Linked DNA regions of Mus musculus: all the other regions are linked to region 1. Evidence: chromatin contacts called from public HiCAR-type and HiChIP or PLAC-seq data. All regions are on one chromosome and are shown on one strand. The core of a region is the stretch at or near the end of the contact, and the rest is flanking DNA. Distances in the headings are between cores, read along the strand shown.

The links. HiCAR-type assays count read pairs that join an accessible place to other places. HiChIP or PLAC-seq counts read pairs in DNA pulled down with a chosen protein or histone mark.
Region 2: a HiCAR-type map of astrocytes shows a contact between it and region 1, with 2.9 times the contacts expected there. The contact joins the promoter of Rpl22l1 here to the promoter of Fndc3b in region 1. A contact is called at or near these places in 10 of 39 promoter capture datasets (3T3-L1-derived adipocytes, the C10 cell line, cranial neural crest and 6 more) and 1 of 115 datasets of contacts at active chromatin or transcription factors (astrocytes).
Region 3: a contact with region 1 is called in a HiCAR-type map of astrocytes, with 3 times the contacts expected there. The contact joins the promoter of Eif5a2 here to the promoter of Fndc3b in region 1. A contact is called at or near these places in 5 of 39 promoter capture datasets (embryonic stem cells, liver, pre-B cells and 1 more), 1 of 115 datasets of contacts at active chromatin or transcription factors (astrocytes) and 1 of 9 other capture datasets (embryonic stem cells).
Region 4: an H3K4me3 HiChIP or PLAC-seq map of embryonic limb bud shows a contact between it and region 1, with 4 times the contacts expected there. The contact joins the enhancer-like site here to the promoter of Fndc3b in region 1. A contact is called at or near these places in 5 of 39 promoter capture datasets (cranial neural crest, frontonasal cranial neural crest, hippocampal neurons and 2 more), 5 of 484 Hi-C or Micro-C datasets (the N1E-115 cell line, cortical neurons, cranial neural crest and 2 more), 7 of 115 datasets of contacts at active chromatin or transcription factors (the NIH/3T3 cell line, astrocytes, embryonic forebrain and 4 more) and 1 of 9 other capture datasets (liver).

The regions. Positions count from the first base shown.
Region 1 is chr3:27,708,835-27,712,506 of GRCm38.p6, reverse strand. Fndc3b (fibronectin type III domain containing 3B) reads left to right here and starts at 2,055. Exons shown (of 26, transcript NM_173182.3): 1 at 2,055-2,161.
Region 2 is chr3:28,803,921-28,807,592 of GRCm38.p6, reverse strand. It overlaps Rpl22l1 (ribosomal protein L22 like 1), which reads right to left and starts at 2,085. Exons shown (of 4, transcript NM_001347226.2): 1 at 2,050-2,085; 2 at 1,001-1,090; 3 at 735-856; 4 at 169-406. The coding sequence starts at 2,058. The coding sequence ends at 262. Gm32950 (predicted gene, 32950) reads left to right here and starts at 2,242. Exons shown (of 3, transcript NR_166194.1): 1 at 2,242-2,331.
Region 3 is chr3:28,779,472-28,783,143 of GRCm38.p6, reverse strand. It overlaps Eif5a2 (eukaryotic translation initiation factor 5A2), which reads right to left and starts at 1,867. Exons shown (of 5, transcript NM_177586.6): 1 at 1,731-1,867; 2 at 928-1,128; 3 at 312-416. The coding sequence starts at 1,092. 1700112D23Rik (RIKEN cDNA 1700112D23 gene) reads left to right here and starts at 2,022. Exons shown (of 3, transcript NR_166152.1): 1 at 2,022-2,173.
Region 4 is chr3:28,746,461-28,750,132 of GRCm38.p6, reverse strand. All of the region lies in intron 1 of 1700112D23Rik (RIKEN cDNA 1700112D23 gene), which reads left to right. Among named protein-coding and RNA genes, the nearest start is that of 1700112D23Rik, 33 kb to the left of the region's middle. Within about 2 kb of position 2,017, at least 4 of the 459 cell types and tissues checked have an H3K27ac peak or open chromatin away from gene starts, as enhancers often do. A contact at or near this core is called in embryonic limb bud, where this site is marked.

The DNA of each region.
Region 1 (3,672 bases), core at 806-3,305:
CTTTGAAAGCATGTTTCCTTCCCAGATAGGGCTAAGATCTAAGATTAGAGTTGTATTTTAGAACGATGGGTACAAGAGCCCTTTGGGGACATTGACATGAAAAGTGTCACTGAGGAGAGAGGGTTCAGCTTGGCTGCACTCACTATCTTAAAAATAAAAGAGAATTGTAAATCCCATGAGGAAAAGAACTGTTTGTTAGGGTTCATATGTTTGCTTGGGTTTTAATAAAGTAGTATTTCCTGTTTTTATGTACAACAAGAGTGACAGAACCCTTTTGGTCTTTGTGGAACACTATAATAGTAGATGCTGGTGGAATTATTCAGAATAACTAAGTAACAGAGGAGGGTAAATTATTTGATCTAATATCCCTGCTTCTAGAAATTTTTTTTTTTTAATTTGCGGGCAGTATGGCACAACCCCTTAATCTTTGACAGAGCCTATGCAGCAGGAATATAGTATATATTTAATTCATACACAATCGATAGCTAGTAGATCCTTTTGCATTTGACACATACAATCCAGATAAATGACAAGAAACAGTCTTTAGGGGCAACAAGATAGCTCAGTGTGTAAAGACACTTGCCCACCGTGTCTGACAACCAGAGTTGGAGTCCCAGAACCCGTGTAAGGTAGACAGGACTTTTAAGTTTCTAAAACTCACACAAAAACCATGGCATGTGTATACCTGAGGTCACACACACATTCATTTTTACAATAGAAATAAAGTATGCCCAAACTAAATATTAATAAAAACTAGAAGGAACTGTCTTTAGTCTTTCGAGTAAAGATGTCTAGCCGGAACTGAAAGGGACAATAGACATTTAAATTTTGGTATCATAAAATTTGCTTATGCAAAATGCTGTGGGAAGTTAAAAGAATAAAAAAAAAATCACTGAAAGATTCTTCTGGGAATTACAATTGGAAAAGGAAATATGTGTTATAAGTGAAAAATAACAAGTCAGCTTTAGTAATTACTGAGCAAATACTGCATTTGCAGTGATGATTCCAGAATCTCATTCAGAGTCTCCCAGTTCTCTTCAGCTCAGACAAGAGAAGCCCCGCTGTGTGTAGCCTGGCTTGGCTTATGGTAAAGGGAGGCCTCGCCGAGCTACCGCGAGCTTGCTCTTGTAGTTGCGCGTGTACTGGGAGGCTTACGGCAGTGGGCGGGGCCCGAATCCCCATGTGGTCCCGACATCATTGACATGGCGGAATCCCCCATCAAACCCTCCTGGTAGTTATTTGAGCAGCGGCGGCGGCCGGAGGAGGCGGCGGAGAGCAGCGGCGGGAGCGGCGCAGGGGACGGCGGGGATCCCGCGGGCGGCTGGCTGGGACGGCGTGGGCGACCCGGATTGCGGGCACCCGGAGCCCCGTTTCAGCCTGAGGGGAGGTAAGGCGTGCGGGAGCGGCGGCGGGCTGCCGGGGGACGTGCCACCCACAGTCGCTCTCGGGTCCCTGCGCTTCGGAGCCCGGCCGGACTCCGAGTCTGCACGAGTGCGCTCCCGGCCCCGGAGCACTCGGGGATGCCCGAGGAAAACTTGGCTGCCGAGTCCCGGTCGCGCCCCGACCGCTCGGCTGCCCGAAGCTCCCGGCCGGGTAGGGGGCGACCCCTCCAGCCCCCGCTCGCTCGGGAAGAAAGCGGAGGATGCGGGGCTCGCAGTTCCCCTCCTCCCCGGGCCGTCGCTCCGAGGAATCCGCTCCCCCGCCCAGATCCCCGCGGCAGGACCGCTGCCTGGGAGGGGGAGGGCGCGCGGCCAGGCCGAGGAATCTTCGACGTGTCACTTTGGGAGGCTGTAGATTTCCATATGGTGGAGGGAGGAGGGCGTGCGTGCGCGCAGAGCTGGGATTCGGGGCTGCCTTGGCCCCCTTGGGGGTGCCGGGCTGTGACCCGGGACCCGGGATGCTCGCGGGGAGGGTCCCTGGGCGACCGGTCGCCCCCGCCCCCGCCGGGGCCTCTTGGGGACACTCCCCGCCCGCCTCTGGCCACCTCTGCGCGCCACGTCCTCCCTCCCCGTCCTGCCCCCTGGGCTCCCCCCGGGCTGGGGGCGGGAACCGGCGGCCGCGGCTGGACTCGGCGAGCCAGGCGGCTGCAGGCTCGGGCGGGGGAGCGGGGCGCGGCGGGAAGCAGAGGACGACCCGGTGCGTGTGGGCCAGCGGAGCGCGGGTCAGTCGGTCAGGCTCGAGGGGCGCCCCTGCCGGGGGTGGGGCGGCCGGGAGACCCAGCGGGTGGAATCCGCGCCCCGAGGCGGCGGGCGGGCTGGGCGGGCCGCGGGGACCGTCTGGTTCGGATGGCAGGCAGGAACGAGCTGCCGTGGGAAGGGCCTGTCAGTCCTCGCGGAAAGCGGGGCCCGGGGCCCGGGGCCGTGACCGCCTAGCGTCCCCAGCGCCCGGCCTGGGGAGCCTGGGGGACTCTGCGAGCGTCCCGGGAGACCTGGCTGGGCCGCCGGGCGGCGCCGCTGGCCGGGCGCCTTCCCGGAGAGAACGGCTGGGGTTGGAGATTTTTCGAATCTCGGCTCCCACCCGGCGATCCCAGACGAAGGAAGCACTGGCATTTTATCCAGACAGTGCGGATTGCAGACTTCCTTAAAAGTTACAACTTTTTATTTTCTTTTCTCTCAGGCCCAGCGTTTTCTTTAAACAAAATGTAGAATTTGGCCGCGATGAGGCTGACGCTGGGGCCAAAAATGCACACGTTTATCTCCATCCCGGCTAGTCCCCCTCCCCCTCTTCCCTCCCAGGCTTAATCATATTTTGGAACTGGCGAGGGCTTTTGTTGGGTGGGCACCCTTGATTGCTTGTCTGTTTATTTTTTAATGTGCAACTAATTTGATTTGAATTTCCTCCAGTTTCCAGGCCTTACTAGGAGAAGCTAGGGGAGAGGGAATGTGCCATTTTTTTTTCTTTTTTTTATAAATGTGGCAAGAGGTGGGGCATTGGGAAAGGGGAGGCACCCTGGTTGTGGCAGAGAGTTAGTAGGAGCAGACAGACCCGGAAGAAAAGGAATCCATTCTGGAATAACATTCTTTTTTAAAACAACAACAAAACAGTACAAAAGAAAGTCAGGTTTTGAGCAAAATTTCACTGCTCTGTTCAGATTTGAGTGCGTGGCGCTCCCGCATCTCCAAGTATCGGCTGGGACCCTGGGAACTTGAGTTATGCCACACAGCGCATGCATGCATAGCAACTCTGACCTGGTTTTGTGACTGGTGTGGGGGCTGTTGGTTCGCTCCTCGTTGGAGGCTGACTGTGGATGCAGTAAAGACTGGGTTCAGTAAATTTCCTGGCTCCCTGGGAGCAGCTGTTGAAGAGGGTAAAGTCCCTGGACATGCTTCTGGCCAGGAGGGCCAACCGGAGTTCATGCTTACCGAGACGCGAGATACGCGGCAGCCTGGCTAAAAGTGAGGCCTCGTTGATTATTGTTTTAAAAAGTTGCTCTCTTAGTATTGTCCTTAAACTTGCATGTGCTTTTCAAGCATTTTATTTTGATGCTTATGAGAAAAAGCGTTTGTGTGACAAGATCGTGTTCCTTTAGCATCTGTTAGCACTGTCGAGATCTTGTAGGGTGGGGGCTGGTAGCATCTAATGACAGTATATACAGTTCCAGAAAGACATTTTGGTAATCTTTTAAGACCCTTTAAAAATAGCTGTGATCAGAGCCTGGGATGTTTGGAGGAG
Region 2 (3,672 bases), core at 836-3,335, 1.1 Mb before region 1:
AGAACTCAGGAGTTCCCTTTTTTAGTGGTACCCAACTGTTGGCTCTAACAGGCAGTAAGCATGAATAATTCACCCACAAGGAGCCTTTCTGTTCATTAAGGAAGAGGCCTGAATCACTCCACAACCCAAATTTTTCTCTAGGCATCCAACACACTGATGAACCATACATGTTTTTATAGAGTGAAATGACTTTTATTTTCTCATAAAGTCCAATTTTATATTTCTTTAGAATACTTTCATTGTATTACAAGCAGAGGCCAATTAGTCCTCAGACTCTGAACCATCTTCATCTTGACTAATCTGGAAATAACGAAGTTCGTAAGTCTCCTTGTCAGATGCGACCACACGTAGCCAATCACGGAGATTATTCTTCTTAAGGTATTTCTTGGTAAGATATTTCAAATACCTTTGAGACAAAACCATGAGTTTATTAGATGTGTGATCAATCCTATCATGAAAACACGCACTGCCACATTTGTAACTCCTACTCACTAGGACTTTGGTTTTAAGAAGCAACCAGGACAAGAGCAGCCTCTCAACCCCCTAGTACAACACACCATGAAATCTGCTGTCTGTTGACTCAAAATATACTAATATTCCCCATTTATGAAATGAAATAGACAGCAAGAGTCATCCTGACTCATATGCAAACACCTTTAAACAGACTAACAGCCATTTTCGCAGACTAATGCCTACGAGACATCCCACCACAACGTAAAAACAGAAGAACAGACCTTTTGGAGAACTGTTTCTCAGAAACAACTGTGATTTTATTCTTCAGGCGTTCAATGTGAACAACATTGCCAAGATTTCCAGTTTTTCCATTGACTTTAACCTTCTCCCGTAGAAACTGTTCCTATTTTCAAACAGAAAGAATGCAAAACTAGGGAAGGAAACCCTAGATGGTCACTAGGGAAGGTACCCTAGGAGCACAGCTTAGGTTAATATCAAGTACTACATTTAAATGCCAACAACTATGCAATCACAGTAAGACACTTACAAAATTTCCAGAGTCAAAAATTCCATCTTCTACTGGATGAGTAAGGTCCAAATGAAACCTCCAGGTGGACTTCTTAGGCTTCTTGTCTTTCTGCTAGACATAATTATGATGCCATTAAAGCAGTTTATTCAGCTTAGACACTGAATTCCCAAGAAAAAAATTACCAACTCAGCATACATCTGGTATAATGGGTTATACACAGACTTGACCAACACCTGAAGGAGCCTGTGCTCTATGTAAAGGTTACTCATTAGCTTGGTTTAAACCAATGTTTCAATTCCCATGAAACGTCATCATTTCCAGTTAAGTACCTTCCAAGTGTAAGCTTATTTTAGTAGAGAAATCTTGCTTGATTATGAAGAACTGCTTCCTACTGTAACTGATGTTATTTCCAATTTCAAATTAAAACACCCACCTGGGTGCTTTTCAAGTTTTATCTGAACTTAAAACACCATTTTTAGGGTAATGGGTCTCTTTATGCTTTATTGTAATTGGTCCAAACAGAGTCACCTAAATGGCTACCAATTAATAATACCTTCACCACCCTCCAATTATCGCAAACCCGGAACTGGCATTTGAGTGAATGACGGGGTGGACTCGCTCACTGCCGTGCAGTGAACAGGCAGTCCCGATGGGGCCATCAGACGTCACTCAGTTTTGAATCCTTACTCAGCAACCTTATTTTTAACAATTTTGGTTATAGTGACTTTCCAAATGTTTAAACCACGCTCTTCAAACTGCTAACGTCATTGCAACCGCGGACCTGGCCACTTAGGCTCTCTTCCGTTGACAGGGTGACCACAGGCCATGGAGAAACCCAGAGGCCCAGAGACCGACCGCGCCCGCCGATACTAAGCTAGTCGCGGGCCCGGCTCCCGCCGCGCAGGCCGCACGGCACTCACGGACGGCTCCGCAACCCGGATTCTATCGTCCCAGTCGAGCCGCCAGGCCGACTCTCTTCCCACCGCCTTCTCTCCTGCGGCGCTCCCGCTCGCTAGACGCAATAGCTACCTGTAATACCCGAGCCCCGCACACGCGCGCGCACTCACCGGCGCCATGTTGAGCTGCAGCCGTGGGAAGAGAACGGGCTTGCGCCGCACGCACGCTTTTATATAAAAACGTGCTGCGTCATACGCAGAGCGTGCGAAATACGCAACTCGGAACCGGATATGCACGGAGTGCTTGGCAGTCACCTAGGAAACGGAGGCGTGGCGTTGGGGGGCGGGGATGCCCTGGCGTTTGGTTTCCGCCTGCGTCTTCGAGTGGGAAGCCGGAGCCGACTGATTCTCTGCTCTGGCTGTGGACTTTGCAAACTTACAAACCAGAGTGGAGTAAGTTCAAGGGATGCAGGAGTTATCTGTTATAATTCAGGGCAAGGCAGACTCTCAATGTTGCTTTATGATCGTCTCTATTATGTTGCGATTATAGTCCTCCAGAGAAAAAGTTCTATGCTTTGCCTAGCTTTTAAGGTAGAGGATGTCCTTCTGAGAAGAACAAGTTGAGTACACTTTGGGTTTATTGGATAGGCATAATTTATTGTACTTTCTACTTACTGACTCACAATCTGCTGAAACCTAACTATCAATGTTTACAAAGTACACTAGGATGGACGTACCTTGATGACAGAAAGTAAAAAAGCATTTGAATTTTGAGCGGTTGTAATTGACGCCAGGTCAGAAAAGTGGTGAGGCTGTTGGTGTTCAGTAGTATACGTTTCTGTTAGTGTGAAACTCTAGTATTTAGGGACAGGAGATGGGATGGACTTTAGTTGTTGATTTGGAAAAGGCCCTAGAATGTAAGAGTTGTGTTCTATCCAAGCGATCGGTAATAGGCGTTAATACAGTGTAGGGTATGGTGCTAGTGGTGCTGAGGTTTTAGAAGAAATCAATTTCATTAAATTTTAAAATCTTTTTGCCTTAAGAATCACAAAAACTTTTCGTTCCAAATGTTCAGGCAGGGGCCAGGGTTGACATTTCTTCCTAAAGGGCTTCCTGTTCTGCAGATCAAAATGATCATTAGATATTTTGAAAATAGGCCATTAATTGACATTTAAAATTTTTGTTTTGCTTATCTTTGGCAACTTTCTGTGTCATAACAATAACCACTTAAGCCAATTATTTAAAGGAGATGAGAGACTCCCAGGACTCAAAGGGAGGAACCTTAGATGAAACACCCTACAGTAGGGAGAGGAACTTTTAGAGCCCACCTCCAGCAGGAATACAGGACAACAAGTGAGGGATGGGGTTGCCATCCCACAGTCACACCTCTGACCCATAATTGTTCCTGTCTGAAAGAATTACCTGGATGGAAATGGAGAGGAGCCTGAGGAAAAGAAGGTCCAGCTACAGACCCAAAGTGGGATCCAGCTCAAGGGGAGGCCCCAGGGCTATTACTGAGGGAGGCTATGTATAGAGTGTTCACAAAAAGGATCCTATCATGACTGCCCTCCAAAAGACCCAACAAGCAGCTGAAAGAGTCAGATGCAGATATTTGAACCCAACCAATGGACAGAAGCAGCTGAACCCTGTTGAATTAGGGAAGGCTGAAAGAAGCTGAGAAGAGGGTCTGTTCTACAGTAGGAGGCCCAGCAGTCTCAATCTGGACCCTCAAGATCTCTCAAACACTGGACCACCAACCAGGCAGCATATACCAGCTGATATAGGCCCCCAACA
Region 3 (3,672 bases), core at 618-3,117, 1.1 Mb before region 1:
ATGCAACCTACAATCTCAGCATTCACAGGCAGAGGCCCGAGTGTCCGAGACTGAAGATCATCCTTGAATAGTGAGTTCAAGGCCAGCCTGAGACCTATGATCTCCTACTTCACAACAGAAAAAGGCACAGAATATTAACAACAACAACAACAGAACTAAACAAAGCACTATTTCTCTAATCTGTAAGATAAGTGGAGTCTAGTAACTGGTAAGGAATATACTCTATAAAACTACTCTCAAGTCTTGTCAAACTACTACTAAAGAGGGTGTTTATACACTTCTGAAATGCTGTTAAAGAAATCAGTACTTACTTGATAATCGTTTCTCTTAATATTTGGAACATCCATGTTGTGAGTAGAAGGACAAATGTCTTCATATTTTTTGCCAGTGAAAATGTCAATTCCAACAAGGTGTACCTGACAGAGGAGAGAACCACAGGAAACATGTTTAATCTCTGTCAGCTATGTCACTCCCTACACAGCAGCACAATCCCAGCTCTGACTGTAATGGAGCCTTTCACCTCTTCCAAGGTCATCTTACTTTCTTTAAAAAAAGTTGCAGTGACACAGAACGAGATTCAGTAAGTACCCAAAACCCGAACAGTTTCATGGCATCAAAACTCAACACACCACACACGTCAGCAAGTCAATTAACAAGAGTCCACAGAAAGTGAAAACCAAGTCTCTTAGAATTAGAAGAACAGGCTTGTTTCTACTAAACACGGATTTAAAAAAGTTTTAGTTTCCAGTTAATGAAACATTCTAAGGGTCCGATTAAATGGAGAGCTTTACTGAGAGTAATGTCTGACCATTCAAGAGACTGAGGGGAAGGAAAAAAAGTTATTTTTCAATATAGAAACCTCACGATGTAGAATGGAACACGAATGATCTTAACGGTGAAGCCAAAAAATGACTTGGAAGGGCCTACCTTGGCATGACCATGCTTCCCAGTCTTGGAAGTTGACATCTCCACGATTTTGCATGGTCGCCCTTTGAGCACGACGAAGCCGTTTTTGCGCAGGGCTGAGCACTGCATAGGATAAGTGCTGGAAGCCCCTGCATCTCCAGTAGTGAAATCAATTTCGTCTGCCATGGTGGACTGGGGAGATGTGCGGTTTTTCTGAGGGAACTATGCGAAAAGTTTGTTTGCGTTTTAATAACCGGCATGCAGGCGGGGTTATGTCTCATTTTGAAGACAGGTAGCCGAGCATCACTAGCCCGTTATGTTTGCATTTATAGAACACCCACTCTGAGTGGAGTATACTTTGCCATTCAGGCCTCTGAAAACTTTTCCAGCCCTTGGTGGGAGGTGGGGAAAGGAGCCGCAGAAGAGCTCGCCGGAGAGTGAAGGCGACACCAGCGCCCAGCCGGCAGGTCCAGTCCCCACCACCCCACCGCAAGAAGTGCCCACGACCTTCCTGCGCCGGGATGCGGGGCCCGGCGCCTCCCTCCGTCCCATCCCCGCTGCCAAGGTATCAGCCAGGCCGCAGGTTCGGGGAAGACTGGGACAGGAGCACCCGGCCGGTTGCACCTGGCCCTCAGTGCGCCTAGGACCCGCAGCGGCGCCGCCCTGGCATCCCGGTTCGGCCCAGCGGTAAAGGGCCCTAGCTCCGGCGGTCCCGCGCTTGCCGCCCTCCAGTTCCCAAGCATCTCGGCTCCTCCCCTCGCCCGGACCCCAGCATCACCGGCTGCATCCCCCGCCGCCCCGCCGACCCGGCCCCAGGTCTTCACCTTCCGGCCCCGCACCGCACGCCTTTGCTGCGTCCGCCGGTCCCTGCGGCTGCGGCGGCGCTGGCGGCCGCGGCTGGTCCAGGAGACGGGGCGGGGCCGCCACGCTTCCCACACCCGGCTCCCCGCCCCGGCCCGCCCAGCCCGGGCCCGCCCCGCCGCGACCACACTTCCGGGATAGGCCCCGGCGCGCCACAGGCCCCGCCTCCAGGTCGCCCATTGGCTCGAAGCTTCCCGAGGTCCCGCCCCGTCACGTGAAGCTCGCCCTGGCAACCCCACGTGCTGCGGATTAGTGCACTTCCGGCGTGCAGAGCTGCCTGCAGTCGACTGTTTGAAGCTTCGCAGTGTTCCCGGGCGAGATGCATCCTCATCTTCAGTTCGGCGCCCAGTTGACCTTGGGGACGACTATTAGGACCAGGTAGCTTGCTCTGGGCCCTAGCACGCAGGTGCGTGGATGCTGTCACTTAATGGTCTTCAAACTCTCAAGTCCTGCTGATTTTGCAAGAGTCCCGAGTGTTGGTGGAGTGGAACTTTGATTCAAGCTTCTGGTACAGCTTGCAGCCCTCCTTGGGGCTGGAATCCGTGCTTGGAGCTCGAAGAGTGCTAGGTGTGGTATGCTATTTCATGATTCTGCATTGTAGATCCTCAGAGGACTCCAGACACTATGACGAGGTGCTGGTGAAGTCAGCAGTGTTCTCAGGGGCGGGAAATCCCATGTACCCGAGACTCTACGGTGACCTTTGATCTTCCTGGCATCGGTGTGCCCTAGAGTTTGAGGTTTTGTTTTTGTTTTTGTTGTTAAATGATTAAAGACAAAGATTCTCGAGAAGTGTGCTTTCCTTTCACAGTTTTATCATAGCTTCATCTCTCACCTTGGAAAGAATCAAGGTAATTAACTGACCACCCCACAACCCAGTTCATGTTGTTCAGTGATTTGGTATTGCTGTCCTATAAACAAATCTAGTCTCATAGTCACTTACACGTATATGCAGAACACATTTCATTTGTGTTGTCTAGAAGCAATAAGCACATGGCTTCCATAAAGTAAACTCTGCCTCTTGTTACAGAAAGAGCCGAATTAGGACCCCTGGCTTCTGAGTTCCCTCTGCTTTTCCCTATTGTTGTTGTTACTATTGCTCCTGCTAATACTTAAGTAAGAATTACATAGTGTACTGTTTCATCTCTATTATTAAATCTTGACTACTAAAGTTTTTGTTTAAACTAAGGTTAATGTTAGAATATATATGAAATAAGATTTAAGAGGCTTGAAAAAGGAAATCAGATGTACGATCACCTCCATTGTCAGGATATAGTAGAATATTATCACGTTCCAAAATTTTCTGTGCCTTTTGGTCATCAGCCCTCTTTTTCACCCCTACCTTACACCCAGCCAGACCTTCCCAACTATTAACAGTTACTCTTTTACTCCTCATTTTGAATTATGGGGAAAGGCTGGGCAGGACAATAAGGCAGGGTATAAGAGCCACTCATAATCAAAGTTGAAATCACTTCTTTGTCTATCACCATATTCATGTAAGATTTGTATGTGGACCCAAATGACTATTTAATTCGACAAATACAGTGACTTTTCCCGAGGTCTCTAGAACACTGAAGTGGCAAATTCTCAGCCCTTGATTCTGGGAGAGTTACAGTATTAGGTTCCTTGTAGGTTCCGGAGGCCACATTTTCATGGTGAACAAGTGATTGGTATGTTTAGTTCTACAAGAGGCACGTTATTTCACATGTATTTTTTTAACTTTGGGCGTGTGGCTAAAAGCACTAAGCCTGAAGGTATTTGATGTACCCACTTGTCTTCTCTATTTGGCACAACAGAACCTTGTGCATAGGAACACCAAAGAACATTTCAGCATGGGGTTTGGGAGGTCGGGGTGTGGGGGGGGAGTGCATTTTAAGCAGGGTAATCACCAACAGAAGGCATAACATG
Region 4 (3,672 bases), core at 768-3,267, 1.0 Mb before region 1:
ATGGTGAAGGGGTGAAGGGGAGAACCAACTTCTGCTAATTGTTCTCTGTCTACCACACTTGTATGCTTGGCATGCACATGAGTATACACACACACACACACACACACACACACACACACACATATATACATATATATATCAAACAAATATAACTTAAAATGTATTCCTATATAAGCAATATTGCTATTGATGGAAATTTAATTTTATTTATAATAACATCAAAACAGAAGTACTTAGGAATTAATTTAATAAAGTCATCCAAGACTTTGAGAAATCAAAAAAAAAAAAAGCTAAAGGTTATTTACATAGAAATACACCTCATGTTGGTAGATTAGAGGAATTAATATTGTTAAAATGTCAGTTCTGTCCACACTTGTAATAGATTAAATATAATTCTAGTCTTAATTCCACCAAGCTTTGTGTAGAATTAGCAAATACTTTCCAAAATTTATTTCAGGTTACTGAAGATCTAAAACATTAAAAAATCTTGAAAAGGAACAAATTGGAAAGTTTTCTGCTTAGCTTTAAGATTTTTTATAAGGTAATAGAGAGTATGATTGTGATATAGATTGACAGGTGACTGAAATGCCAAGGGCCAGCCTTGGCTTGGAGAGAGGAGTTCCTGAGAGAAGGAGTGTCTGGGAGCAGTGAGACAGATGACTCAAAGTCAAATTGTGGGTTACAAGTTGAGGGCCTATGTTCTGCTCGAGATGAATCTCTTTCTCTCTAGCGTTCTCTTACTATTCTAAAAACTCTAGATAGCTCATTTCTTGCAGATCAGAAGCCCAGGCTTTTATTTACATATCCATTCAGTCATCACCCCAGATTCCCTTTTGATTATCCCATTAATCAGCATCCCAAGGCCCCAGCTTCTTGAATCCTAGAAAGCAACAGCAAGCACAAGCACAGACAATTACTATACCTGGGTGGGACCCTACCCTGAACTTACCATTCCTACCACACCTGGGCCAGGACCAAAATTCCCTCCATCCCAGGGTGACCTTGAACTCAGGAATCTGCTTGCCTTTGTAAGCATAAACAGCAGCAGCAGCAGCAACAACAACAACAAAAAACACCTTAGTTGGGTGGGATCTTGCCCTGTGATCACTACTCCCTAAATCTCTTTATCTCCTTCCTTAGTATCTTTCTGACCAGCTGGCTCATAGTGCAGCTGCCTCTGTTCCTTTAGATCTCTGAAGCTCCTTCTACAATTCATATTGCATCCTTATATTTTGCATAGTTGAGAAATTATGTAGTTTAGAACTCATGTTTTCAACATTCTTTCCCACAGCCTTGAGAGCTGTCCTGAAGATGTCAGTTTGCTGAGACATTAGATGCACCCTCACTTCCCAGACTCTTGCTGTCTCTGATAATCATGGAGTCATAATCTAAATAATGTACAAACTATGTACATTATTATACAAACGAGCCTTATACCCACAGCAACCATCGACACTTGTGGAGGCCCACACACGGTTGGCTCTGTTCCATGTCCCTTACGCATAGCAAAGCAGGACTTGGCACTGAAGCAATACAAAGAGAACATGCCCCATCCACGTATTTTGAAGAAAGCTACTAGAACAACTTTTGTTTTTTTTTTAATGTATATGAGTACACTATAGCTGTCTTCAGACACAGCAAAAGAAGGCATTAGATCCCTTTACAGGTGGTTGTGAGCCACCATGTGGTTGCTGGGAATTGAACTCATGACCTCTGGAAGAACAGACAGTGCTCTTAACCTCTGCGCCATCTCTCCAGGCCTGCCAAAACAGTTCCTTTTTTAAACTACATATCAAATGTACTTTTTATTTTATGTGTCTGAGTGTTTTGTTTGAATGCGCATCACATTTGTACAGTGTCTGCAGAGGCCAGCAGGGAGCATGAAGGTCTTTAGAACTGAACCTGGGTCCCCGCAAGAGCAGTGAGTGCTTTAACTCCTGAGTCCTGTCTGCAGCCTCAGAGTGTAAGTGGGCTTGTGCCTGTGAGTACAGGGACTTTGAGAGAGGCATGGATTTCCCTGGAGCTGCAGTTACAGGCTTGTAAACTGCCTGACACCTCTGCAGGAAACAACTGCTGAGCCGTTTTCCCAACTCTCTTAGGGCAATGCTTTCAACTAATAATTTTGTAATTACTGAATATCCACAAAAAAACCTTAGTGCCTGTTTCACATCAAATACAGAAATGGAGACCAACCACACATAAACCTTATACATAAACCTATAAAAAAATTTAAATATAATGTAAAAAATTTAAATATATTTAAATTGTCTTTGTGGGTAGGAAAAAGCTTTTTGAGCAGGATATGGAAAATTAGTTGCTATTAAAACAGATTAATTCGCTTATATCATAACAAAATGTTTGTCACTGAAAGTGTAGGAGAAAGTTGTCAGTTTTAGATAAAAGAAAACAATCACACACATCTATTTGATAATTACTCCCATCTCCCAAGGTTTGCTAAAGTAAACCCCTGTCCCAGAGGCCACTGTGATCGCCACTGTTTTCAAGTACAATGTGTCATAACATTTTTCTTTACCTCATTTTATGTGCACTTGAGAAGAATGTATTCATTTGCTGTGTTTTATAGTACATGTACATGTGCAGTACATTAAATAATCTTGGGATTATAATATTGATGGGATTAGACACAATATACCTAGTTCTAATGTTTTTCTTTTGTCAGGAGAATAGATTTTGCCAAGGATGCTTAGAGTATCGTCAATACCACAGTTGTCTGCTCTGTTTTATCATCCTGGTTTATAGGTAGGCTAATCTGTTTTGGGTTGACCATGTGTCTTAAAGGAATGCCATTAATAGAAAACTGCTGTTTCCCAATCCCCACTGTTACAACTGACTCAAGCCAAGATTCATCAACACATGGTAAACCCTGTATAAAAAATGTTAGGTGTCATATTCTCTATGTGACACACCTCTTAGGACACTAGTTTACAAGTTTTGAAGTCACACCTTAGCCAGGTGACCAAGTAGCAGCACCCAAAGTAGAGCAGTCGAGTGCTGCGTTTTGTGAGATGCTGCAGTAAGAAATTCAAAAACTCAGTTGTGGAAGATTCTTGACAAAACATCCCATACTGATTTAATCAAGGGGATGACTGGACAGATCCAAAGATTGGGCCATTTTACAAGATGGCTGACCCCCAGGAACTTTAGTGTCACGGGAGGCTTGAAAAGTAGTGAGAACAGTCTAGATTGAGAGAGACCTCTAGAACACAGGAGCAAGTACAAAGGAGGAAGCTTTACTGGAGCCTGGCTTACAGCTCTCGGGCAGAAAGATAGATGTCCCGTTTGTGGCCGGGTATTCTACGGATACGGATACTGTGTTTCGACTCCTTGTGAGGTTTTGTGTTAGCCACCACCCACTGCAGGAGAAGCTTCTCTGCTAAGAACCCAAAGCCCCACTTACCCTGGGCGGAGAGATACATACTTAGAGGGTGGTTTGGTACTGTGTCCATTAGCCGAACAGTAGTGGTACTTTCATCCCTGGAGCCTATGAGCTCCCCAGCCGTTTTAAATCTTAGTGAGATCCAAAATTACCAGGCTTGTGTTTACTCCTTCAGAGTCTGCCTTTAATTAGAATGTGCTTGGTTACCCTGTAATTAATATTCATGAAATTTTAGCATCTGTAATCTACTTGCAAATGGCATACATATGCCAACA